2 separate regions of the Gossypium hirsutum genome follow, and region 1 is linked to region 2. A link is a contact called in public Hi-C data. All regions are on one chromosome and are shown on one strand. Each heading gives the region's core, a stretch centred on a gene start, on an enhancer-like site or on the middle of the called end of the contact. The rest is flanking DNA. Distances are from core to core; before and after follow the strand shown. Region 1 holds the start of LOC107950670 (PRA1 family protein F3). Region 2 holds the start of LOC121215356.

Evidence for each region. A called contact is a pair of places that touch in the nucleus more often than the background predicts.
Region 1: a Hi-C map of leaf shows a contact between it and region 2, with 2.7 times the contacts expected there. The contact joins the promoter of LOC107950670 here to the promoter of LOC121215356 in region 2. A contact is called at or near these places in 4 of 34 Hi-C or Micro-C datasets (hypocotyl, leaf and petal).

Annotation. Positions count from the first base shown.
Region 1 is chrD03:10,765,642-10,770,643 of Gossypium_hirsutum_v2.1, forward strand. LOC107950670 (PRA1 family protein F3) reads left to right here and starts at 3,646. Exons shown (of 1, transcript XM_016885557.2): 1 at 3,646-4,889. The coding sequence starts at 4,096. The coding sequence ends at 4,653.
Region 2 is chrD03:10,635,768-10,640,638 of Gossypium_hirsutum_v2.1, forward strand. LOC121215356 reads right to left here and starts at 2,954. Exons shown (of 7, transcript XM_041089740.1): 1 at 2,107-2,954; 2 at 220-272; 3 at 20-107. The coding sequence starts at 2,685.

The DNA.
Region 1 (5,002 bases), core at 2,396-4,895, 130 kb after region 2:
GGGTTTTTAGGCACCAATAAAATTGTCACATCATCAAAATTTAAAAGACATGAAATTATTATTATACACTCATCCATAAAGAAATTATTTTATGGACCCTTCCCACCACATTATTCATGGTTCCTTTCCAATTATTTAATGACATTTCAACAATTTTTTCCATGTCATTGACACAAAATTTTGGTATTTTTTTACCCTGAACCCTGAGTCTAGAATCTCGAACCTTAAACTCAAAACTTGAACCCCGAACCCGTAACCCAAAATCCTTGGACCCTGAACTTGAACCTTGAACCCCAAACCCTTGAACCTTAAACTTGAATCTTAAACCCCAAGCTTGAACCCTAAACTTTAAATCTCAAAACTCAAACCTTGAATTTGCAACTGTTTCTTATTTTGGCCATTATCTTATTATATATGTGAATAACATTTGTATTTCAAATCCCCTTATTTTCGACATTTATGTGTTTAAAGATAGGAAGAATATCTCTTAATAGATATATTATATCATGTTTTACTATATAACTTAGTAATGAATTAATTTTAATTGATTTTTTGTAGTCAATTACATGATTTATTTTGAGAAAAGAGAATGATTTTTTTTTGTTGCTTATTTTGAAGATGTCTTACTTTTTACAAGATTTTTTACTTGTATTTTAATTTAATATTTAAATTTATACGAAGTATTTTATTTTATGTCTAAACATTGTAATATATATTAAATAAGTTTTTTTTTTCTTATTTTATTACTTTAGTAATCATCAGTGGCATTATCATATATACTATAACAATATGAGGTCACACTAAAAAGAAATAAATAGTAATGTTCACATTATAGTTTTCTTGATACATGACATTCTCCATTTGAACCATTTATTTACAATTTGGGTAAAATACTCTTTTACTCCTTGCCTTTTAACTTTTTAAAGTTATCCCATACCTTTTGTTTAAATGTCTTTTTTATAATTTTTTATATGTTAAATATAAAGTTGATTTTAAATATATTAACTCTTTATTTTAAGATTTACTTAATTGAATTAACTTTTAATGTTATTATATTAGAATTAATGAATATTAAATTGTTAAGCTTAAAATATAATTTAAAAAAAACACATATTAATAATATTTATCAACTTATATTTATATTTTTCAAATATAATAATAGTTAATCACATTCATTGATCAAAGTAGAGTAATGATAAATATAAAATTACACATAATCGAATATTAAAAATTTTGACCTTAAAACAAATTAATTTAACAATATATAAAATAAATAGTTGTAAGAAATTATTAATAATATTATTTAAATTATAATATATTAATATTAATAGTAAACCTAGAAATTTTGTATTATTTTAATATTAAATATTTTAAAATTAAATAATATTAATATAATTGATTTTAAATTAGTTAATTATTTTTAAATATTTTGTATATGTTTAATTTTTGAAGAAGTTAATTAAAATTTTTAAATAAAAATTAATTTTATAAAAATATTATAAATTTAATATAAACAACCAAATGAGTCATGCCTCTAAAATAATAACAAAATAAATATAATTTTAAATATATAATACATCAAAAATACTAAAAATATTAAAATAAATATTTCTCAACAAATTGAAAATTAATTTTAAAAATTATGTATACTTAAATAAAACTAAAATAGATGTCCCTTAATAATATCAAAATTAACAATAAAACAGGTGGTAACAAAATAGAAAAAAAATAACAAGAAAATAAATTAAAACAACAAAAAATAGCAATTCTTTTTTGTATTTTTGTGAATTTGGGTCGGGTCGGGTCAAACTCAAGCCTAAAAGGTCTTACTCGAGGCTCAACTCAATTTTTAAATTAGTCTTATTTTTTGTTCAAGTCTATTTTTCGGACTTATATTTTTATCCAAATTCTCTAACTTTTTTAGTTATCTAACTTTTTTAGTTACCATTGGGGCTGGGTGAGTTAGTCTATTAGCAGTCCTAGGCATGACACAAGAATGGAGTCGTCGTTTACTTGGCAGCTACCTTATTTTCATCTGAGCATTTACTAAAAGAAGGTTTCCCTTGAAGCTCTAAAATCAGAAAATTCTCTTCTTTTTTGCCTCTGGTATACTTCATTCTCTACAATTTTTTCACCTAAATGGCAAAAACCAGAAGAGAAAACAATCTTCTCAAAGATCTCAAAGAATAAGAAAAGGAGTAGCAGCAAGAATGGTGACAATGCTAATTTCAGTTGAAGATGTTGCATCCATTACTGCAACAGTTAGAGTTGATGTCATCCTTGATGATTTACCAGACCCTCCGTCAGAACTAAGAGAGGTCCAAGCATTCTTTTGACAACTTGTCACCAAGGGTTTCAAACATGGTGCACAAACCCCACTTTGGAAGCCCTTGGAACCATTGGAAAGAGAGGAACTAGAGAAGACAATAACTAATTTGATTGCAAAAGAAGAGGATTTCCAAGATGCTCAAGAGGTAACTTCTAAAGTTTTAGAAGATTTAAATATTGATCTTAACATTAATAATCAGGATAGAGATTGAGAGAGTGATTGATGTCTTGGTACAAGAAGAAAATCAAGGGACTGGAGAGCATGCAGTTTCGATTGGTTAACAAGCTATCGAAACTCATGTTGAAACAACTGATGCGACAGAAAACAGAACAGAAGATGTTTCTAAGCACAATGAACTAATGGCTGATGTTAAGGCCATTGAACTTGAAGTACCTTTGGCTGCTAAGCATAGAGAAGCAAAAAGGAAAAGAAAATAGCCCATGGAATCCACTGAACCAGTCACTGGATCAAAAAGGAAAAAGGAGCAAGATCAAAATTTGAGTTTAATACTATCCAGGTAAAACCACCAAGGCCTCTCGTTTTTGGAATAATATGCTACGAAAAAGATGAAAAACTATCTCTAGGAAAGCTTTGTTAAAGAGAGAAACATAGATTATGTAGGTTTTGAAAAGGTTAGTCTTCTAAATCACTTGAATGCTCAAAACCTTATGACGTCAATCTCATATGCGAAATCTTTTGTCAAGGAGATATACAGCAGTTCTATTGTAACCTTTTGTCTCCTAGATATTTGAGTGTAATATATGCCATCCTTCACATAATTGGACACCATCAAGCATCAACTCATTCTTAAATCTAGGAGAAATAATTTGTAACCCGATTGTTAAAAATGCAAAGCCTCCTAGGGTATTTGGATCCCTACCTTTTTCCTTCTCTTATTTATCAACTATCAAGAAGAAGGAAGAGGTTGTATCCCTTGAACCTAAGATTTAAGATTTCCAAGAAGATGATACTGAGGAAGCCAATGTTCCAACATATGGCCTTTTGCAGCAACTCAAAAGGCCAAGGTTATTTATTAAGTGAAGATTGAATTGAACAGCATCAACACTGATATGCAGAAGTTAGTAGAGAAGAAGAGGAGGTTTGCAAGTCTTATCGATGATCTAGGGCATACCACTTGGTAAAAGGGAGCTTTTGACATCTTTATCAAAAGGGGGAGAGAATTGAAGGAAATGAAAATGTCTGGTTGTTTAATTTTTACCTTCAAATTCTAGCTCTGTTTTATTTTGGAACTCATTTGGTTTGTAATAACTCTTTGATGGATTTCTATATACTCTCATTTTATGCCTGATTCAAGTTATAATTGTTCATGATCTTTTATTTGCAAAACACAAGTGTAGAAACATTTATAAGATGAGCTTCAACAGAAGCAAAACCAATGGTGGTTTTTTTGTCATTACACAAACAGATAAAGATGGATGCCAAAGTCTAAAGATTAGGCTATTTTTTATTTATTTTGTTGGCAAAGAATATTAAGTTTTTGTGTGAAGTCCAAAATAATGTTATATGTAAATCAAAGGCTAATGCTGGATCTCACACAAATATCTAAATCGTTCATTCGCATCTAGACCTCACAATCATACTATAAACCCACCTGCACCCATCCCTTTTAATTTTCTATTCCTCTATTTTCCCAGCTCCCCACGCCTTTCCCAACCTCTTTGTATTTCCCTTCACAGTAAATTCTTGATCTTTCTTCTAAAGGTCAAACCTTTGAACTTCAAACCCCCCCACCCCAAAAAGAAAACATGACAAACTACGGCACAATCCCGACTTCATCGACGGCAGGACCCTCGGCGAACATCGAATACCTATCTCGAGCCAAGGAACGTATCAAAGAAGGGCTTGGAGCTCGGCGTCCATGGAAACTTATGTTCAATTTTCACTCCATCAACTTCCCTGGGAACCTCTCCGAAGCTATTACCAGGGTCAGAACTAACGTTGCTTACTTCCGCATGAACTACGCCATGATCGTGCTTCTCATCCTTTTCCTTAGCCTGTTATGGCACCCCATCTCCCTCTTAGTCTTCGTAGCTATGATGGCCGCTTGGTTGTTCTTGTATTTCCTGAGGGATGAGCCTCTAGTTGTTTTCCGCCGTACGATCGACGACCGCGTGGTGCTGGTGGTGTTGGGGGTTTTGACCATCTTGTTCCTGCTGTTGACTGATGCCACCACCAATATTTTGGTGTCGCTTTTGATTGGTGCGGTTGTGGTTTTGGTCCACGCTTCCTTCCGGAGGACTGATGATTTGTATGATGAAGAATCCGGGGAAGGCTTGATTTCTGGACCTTCATCTTCTTCATGATTCTGGCTTTCTTTTGTAATTCTTTTTATGTGTGGTGAGTTATTATTGGCATATCTATATGATCTCAATTTTTTGGTTTTCTGTTTGATTGATTGATTGATTGTTTGTTTAATTTAATGGGGGGTTATTTAATTTCTTCTTTAAAGTTGTTAAATGTTAAATTCATTTCAAGATGGTATTGTTTGATCCCCTCAGTCGTAATTGAATGAAAAGTTTGCTTTGACTTTTGAATGGTAGATTAAGGAATCTGTTGATCAGATTTTTTAGGCAGGAATAGTACAATAATATTATATTTTAATCATTTTTTTGAAATGCTACTTTAATGTGACGTAATATTTTAGTTATTAAA
Region 2 (4,871 bases), core at 1,704-4,203:
ATCTCATATGGTTGCTCACCTGCTGCCTCAGGCGATCAAATGAAGATCGATCCGCTTTAAATAGCAGAGCCTTTGTTATTGTAAACTTACGTTTGATGACCTCAGACCTGTGGCAAGACCATAGCAAGGAAACTAATCAAGCAAATGCTCAGAGCTAGAAGGAAATGTTTGAAAAGAAAAGCTAAGGATCTGGATTTCTAAAACGTGACGATGACTTACTTGTGTTGCAGATCATTTCTGGCCTCAATCAAGCAATTAGCAAATTCTCCAACCTGTATAAGGGAGGATAGTATGTTACAGTTGTTGCATATTCAACCCCACCAAAGATTACAACAAATATACCAGAATTAAAAAGGGCAGGGAACCATCTAAGTATCAAATAGCTTACCAATGCAACTATTAACTAATTTAGAGGTAACTTTATAGGGAAATTCATAATCTTATTCTGAAATTCTGATATCTGGAAGCATTCAATATGAAGCAGAGGGCATGAATTAAACTAACACTGGTTCAAGTTTTCAAGTATAACTATACCAAAAAAGGGCACAAACAGGAGAGTATAAGTTTAATATTTTCCTCAATAAAGAGGAGAGATAGAATTTAATAAAATATTGGATCAAGTTAACATACTTTATGACTGTCAGAGTATAAAAACACAGGATTCGGAGCACTAACAGATATTTGAAACTTTAACTATGCAGTACAGTGAACCTAGCATCTGTCTGGCAGTCAACCTTATTCAAGCACAAAAACTCATCTAAAAGATAATGTTGGATTTTGGGAATCCCAGCAAGATATCAGCTTAAATCAGGCCTAAGTTTGAGAGCCTTGAGTTGGTGTCAAGTTTTAAGCTTTACTATTCCTTATTAACATTGGTACAATTGAATCTCGTTCTCAGCATAAAATGTGCCAGACAAACTCAATACAAAATTGAAATAGCCTATATTCCTACCTTATGCCAACTTTACGTTTCAGATCGATTTCCAAGTAACAGAAACAATATAATTACTTTCTTATGTAGCTGAAAAATTTCTACCAAATACTTATGTAGTTAGCTCATCTAAGTCTCTAGAACAATAATATCCATTTTGCCAATTGATTTGAAGTCCTTAGATGCTTCCAGCACATTGTCTACAGAGAAGCAAGCGCCAGAATCTACCAGTAAAAACTTGAAACTAGCCCCGCCAAACTTTACCAAAATCCTCAAGTCCCTCAATTAAATACTATTCTATGATACCTTAAACTAGCCTCATCCTTTATATCATACAAGAAAAGATGAAAATTTCACCATGATCTTCTTGTACTAGCAACTTTATATGAGGCCCAGCTTCTTTAAAGAATACTTGTAGAATTGACTCTCCGTATACATATAAGTATATTATGATTATAGCACCAGAAAGATGAGAACACAAGCATTTCTGACTATCTCAAATGCAGGTAAACAAGACTGCCTTCAATCTAGTTCTTTTTTTCGGAAATACACAGATTTAGTTCATCTAACCTGCAATTTAATTTAGAGCGTCATCTAATCCATTTGAAATGACAAAACTTCAATAAATGATGAGCTCTACAGAGCAGATCCCCATGAAGAGGCCATCCACATGGTTTAAGGGGTCATCTTAACTAAACAGCCAAAGAAAAACCTTGTTTCCAAGTCATGTCCAAATATGTCCTATTACCTCAATTGATTATTCTGTGTCCTAATTCAGGCTAAAAGTATCAGATTCGCTTCATACATCTTGTTGAACAAAAAAAAACACAAACTCAAAGAATTTCAAATTGGATAAGTCTTAACCTCGATGGAAATCAAAGAATACAAACTTAAACTATTGCTTGAAATGAGAAAGGACTTGATTACACTATTCTTTAGATAGTCAAAAGGTAGTTAAAGAACTAAAAAGCACTTAAAGATATCTTACAATAAGAAGCAACAATGGGACTTTCTTTACTATCAAGATAACCCATACAATAAAGCAACATTCAAAAGCAAAAATCTTAAACTACAATAATTCAATACAAATTATAAAAAGGGTATCCTTTATTAGTACTTGTCAAGTTAATCAATAGATTAAAGAACATCAAGAAAAAAGTGGAACTTCAACAAACCTGAGCTAATGTCAATCCTTTGTTTCCATGACACTTAACAAGCTGATCGTATTGCTGCTTGATCTTCCTTTGCGTTGCACTACTCGTTGATGTAAAAGGGTACAAACAAACCAGCTGGGGCTTGACCCGAGAACCCGAACAACTCTGACCTGGTTCTTCCCTTTTCTTTCTGTCTTCCTCATTTTCTTCTTCGCCTTTGGAATCCAATCTCTTCTTCTTTCCTCTTTTCTTTTTCTTCTTCGCGCTTTGAGATTCAAACAGGTCCCCTTCTCCAACCGACCCAACTTGCCTCGTTTCTTCCCTGGGATGGCTTTCACCTGTAAACAAATCAGCCCATTGTGTAGAATCAGGAGGCAAGATCTCTAGCAGAAGCGAATGGGGAAAATGGGTGGAATCGTTTTCCCGAGTTTGGCCATTTTTATGGGAGAGAGAAGGGTTGGAAAGGGCCGGTTCATTCTGGGATTTTCCTTGTTCGTCTTGTGGATGTTGTTGCTTATGGAGCCTTTTCTTATAGTAGAAAGAAAATAAAAAGAACAGGAAAGAGAGAGCGAAAGAGAAGAGAAAGCAGATGAAAAACATTTGTAGGGATTATTGGTTTGAAGTTTATGAAACAAAACCAAACATAAAAAAAACAAAACAAAAAAAAAGGAAAAGGAAAAGGAATGAATGAATGAATGAAAAACTAAAGAGGCATAATATTTCAAGGTTCAGCCGCCATTAAAACGCGTCATCAGGACTGGCAAAAAAAAAAAACAGGAACAAAGAGAAAGATATAAAAGTGTTGGATGTTCTGTTGTACGTTGTTCCTAATGATTCAAAACGAGAGGGGCGAAGGCAGTGTTTGTAATTGTGTAATACGTTAATGGTTTTGGGATAATATAATCATAATAAATTGGGTAAATTACCAAAATATCACTTTTATTTAGCTCATATTACATTTTAGTCACTTATGTTTGAAATGTTACGTTTTAGTTACATGTTAACGTGTTGTAACATTTTAGTCACTGAGCCGTTAATGACACGATAAGCTAACGTGGCATGTTAAAACTAGCCCCTATACTTTTATTTTTTTAAAATAATTTACTTTTTTTCTTTTTATTTCTTTATTTTCCTTTTCTTCTTCGCCTCTAATTTTAACAAATAGAAAATATAGAAAAACTACTTTCAAAGAAATGGAGAAGGGAGGAAAACAAAAGAAGAAGCAAAAGAGAATAAAAAATAAAGAGAGAAAAAGTTAAAAGAACATAAAAGAAAAAAATTAAATTACTCAAAACGAAAAAATATAGAGACCAATTGTATTATTTAACCTAAATTTTTTGTTTGAAATGATGATTTAACGTATCGCGTCAGCTTACTGTTACACTTTTAACAATAATTAATGGCTTAATGACTAAAATATAATGTGAGATAAACAAAAATGACTATTTTAATAGTTTACGCTACTAAATTTTAGCTAAGTAGTTTTAATTTTTAAAGCCGTTGATTAAGGAAAATGATCAAAGTGGTACTGCCCACCCAATATGATAGTCAATGGGATTGTGTTTCGGTTTTGGTCATTAAATATAATAGGTTAAAATATGCATACTTACCTTACTTTTGTATATATATATTTTTAAGAATTTAATATTTCAATATTAACTATGTTTTTATTCTTTTCTTAAATTTGCTAGTTTAACATTTTAAAATAATAAAAAATACTTACTTGATCATCTACAAAAAATAATGTAATATACTTAAATTAAAAAATTTTAATAATATTAACAATTAAATTTGTATTTTTAAATTTGAAAAGTAAAGAGATTTACACTAGAAATATCGTTGACTTTTCTATTGACTCCATCTAAAACTATGTATTGCTTGACTATTCATTCTTAACACCCTATGGTGAGATCATCCGTTCTCAACACACTATAAGAGGTCTAGTTGGACATAACAATCTTGTACTAATTGAATGAATAACATAACAGGCCCCACGATGTACATCTTTCACACATTGGATGAGGATAATCTTTTTCATGGCAAGCAATTGTCCTCTTGTCCTAGTTCTGGTTCTCGACCTTTTCACATGAATCGCCTTCCTTAAAACTACTACTTACTCCTCCTTACTTTTCTTTCTTCCTATACTTTGTATCAACAATTGTCAAAGTCTCATTAGCAAAAATATAGCTTAAATTTTGCATGGCTTGATATCGGCATAAATTAGAAACTAAAAAATAATAATGTTACTTTATCATTAGTGTAATGATAAATGGTGTATGTTGTTTTAAGTACTTGTTGACACCAAGGTGTTATTTGATAAATTGAAAAATTAAGTACTGAATTTAAGTTATAAATTTATTTAATATATTACTTAAAATTAATTGTAGAATATAACTAGATTGTTTGAAAAATATATTTTTAAATTATAAAAATTATATTCTACATTTTATCCTTAATTTTTAAATATTCACCTTATTTTAAATAAAAAAATTAATGTAAATTTTTTATATTATAATATAATATTAAAATAAATAATATAAAATTAAATTTTTTATAAAACAATTCTATCAAATTTTTTTATTTTGATTTACCAAACATGTGTAAAAAATCATTAAAAATATTAATTTTTAACTATATTATTTCAATAATCCATCAAACAATGCCCAAATGTTACGGTCAAATTTGGATAGCCTAAGTGTTACGCTCAAATTCGGAGAATATAATGTTTAGACTTCTACGGAGAAATTAAATTTTTCAGCTTCTCAAAAAAGTACTTTTGAGCTACT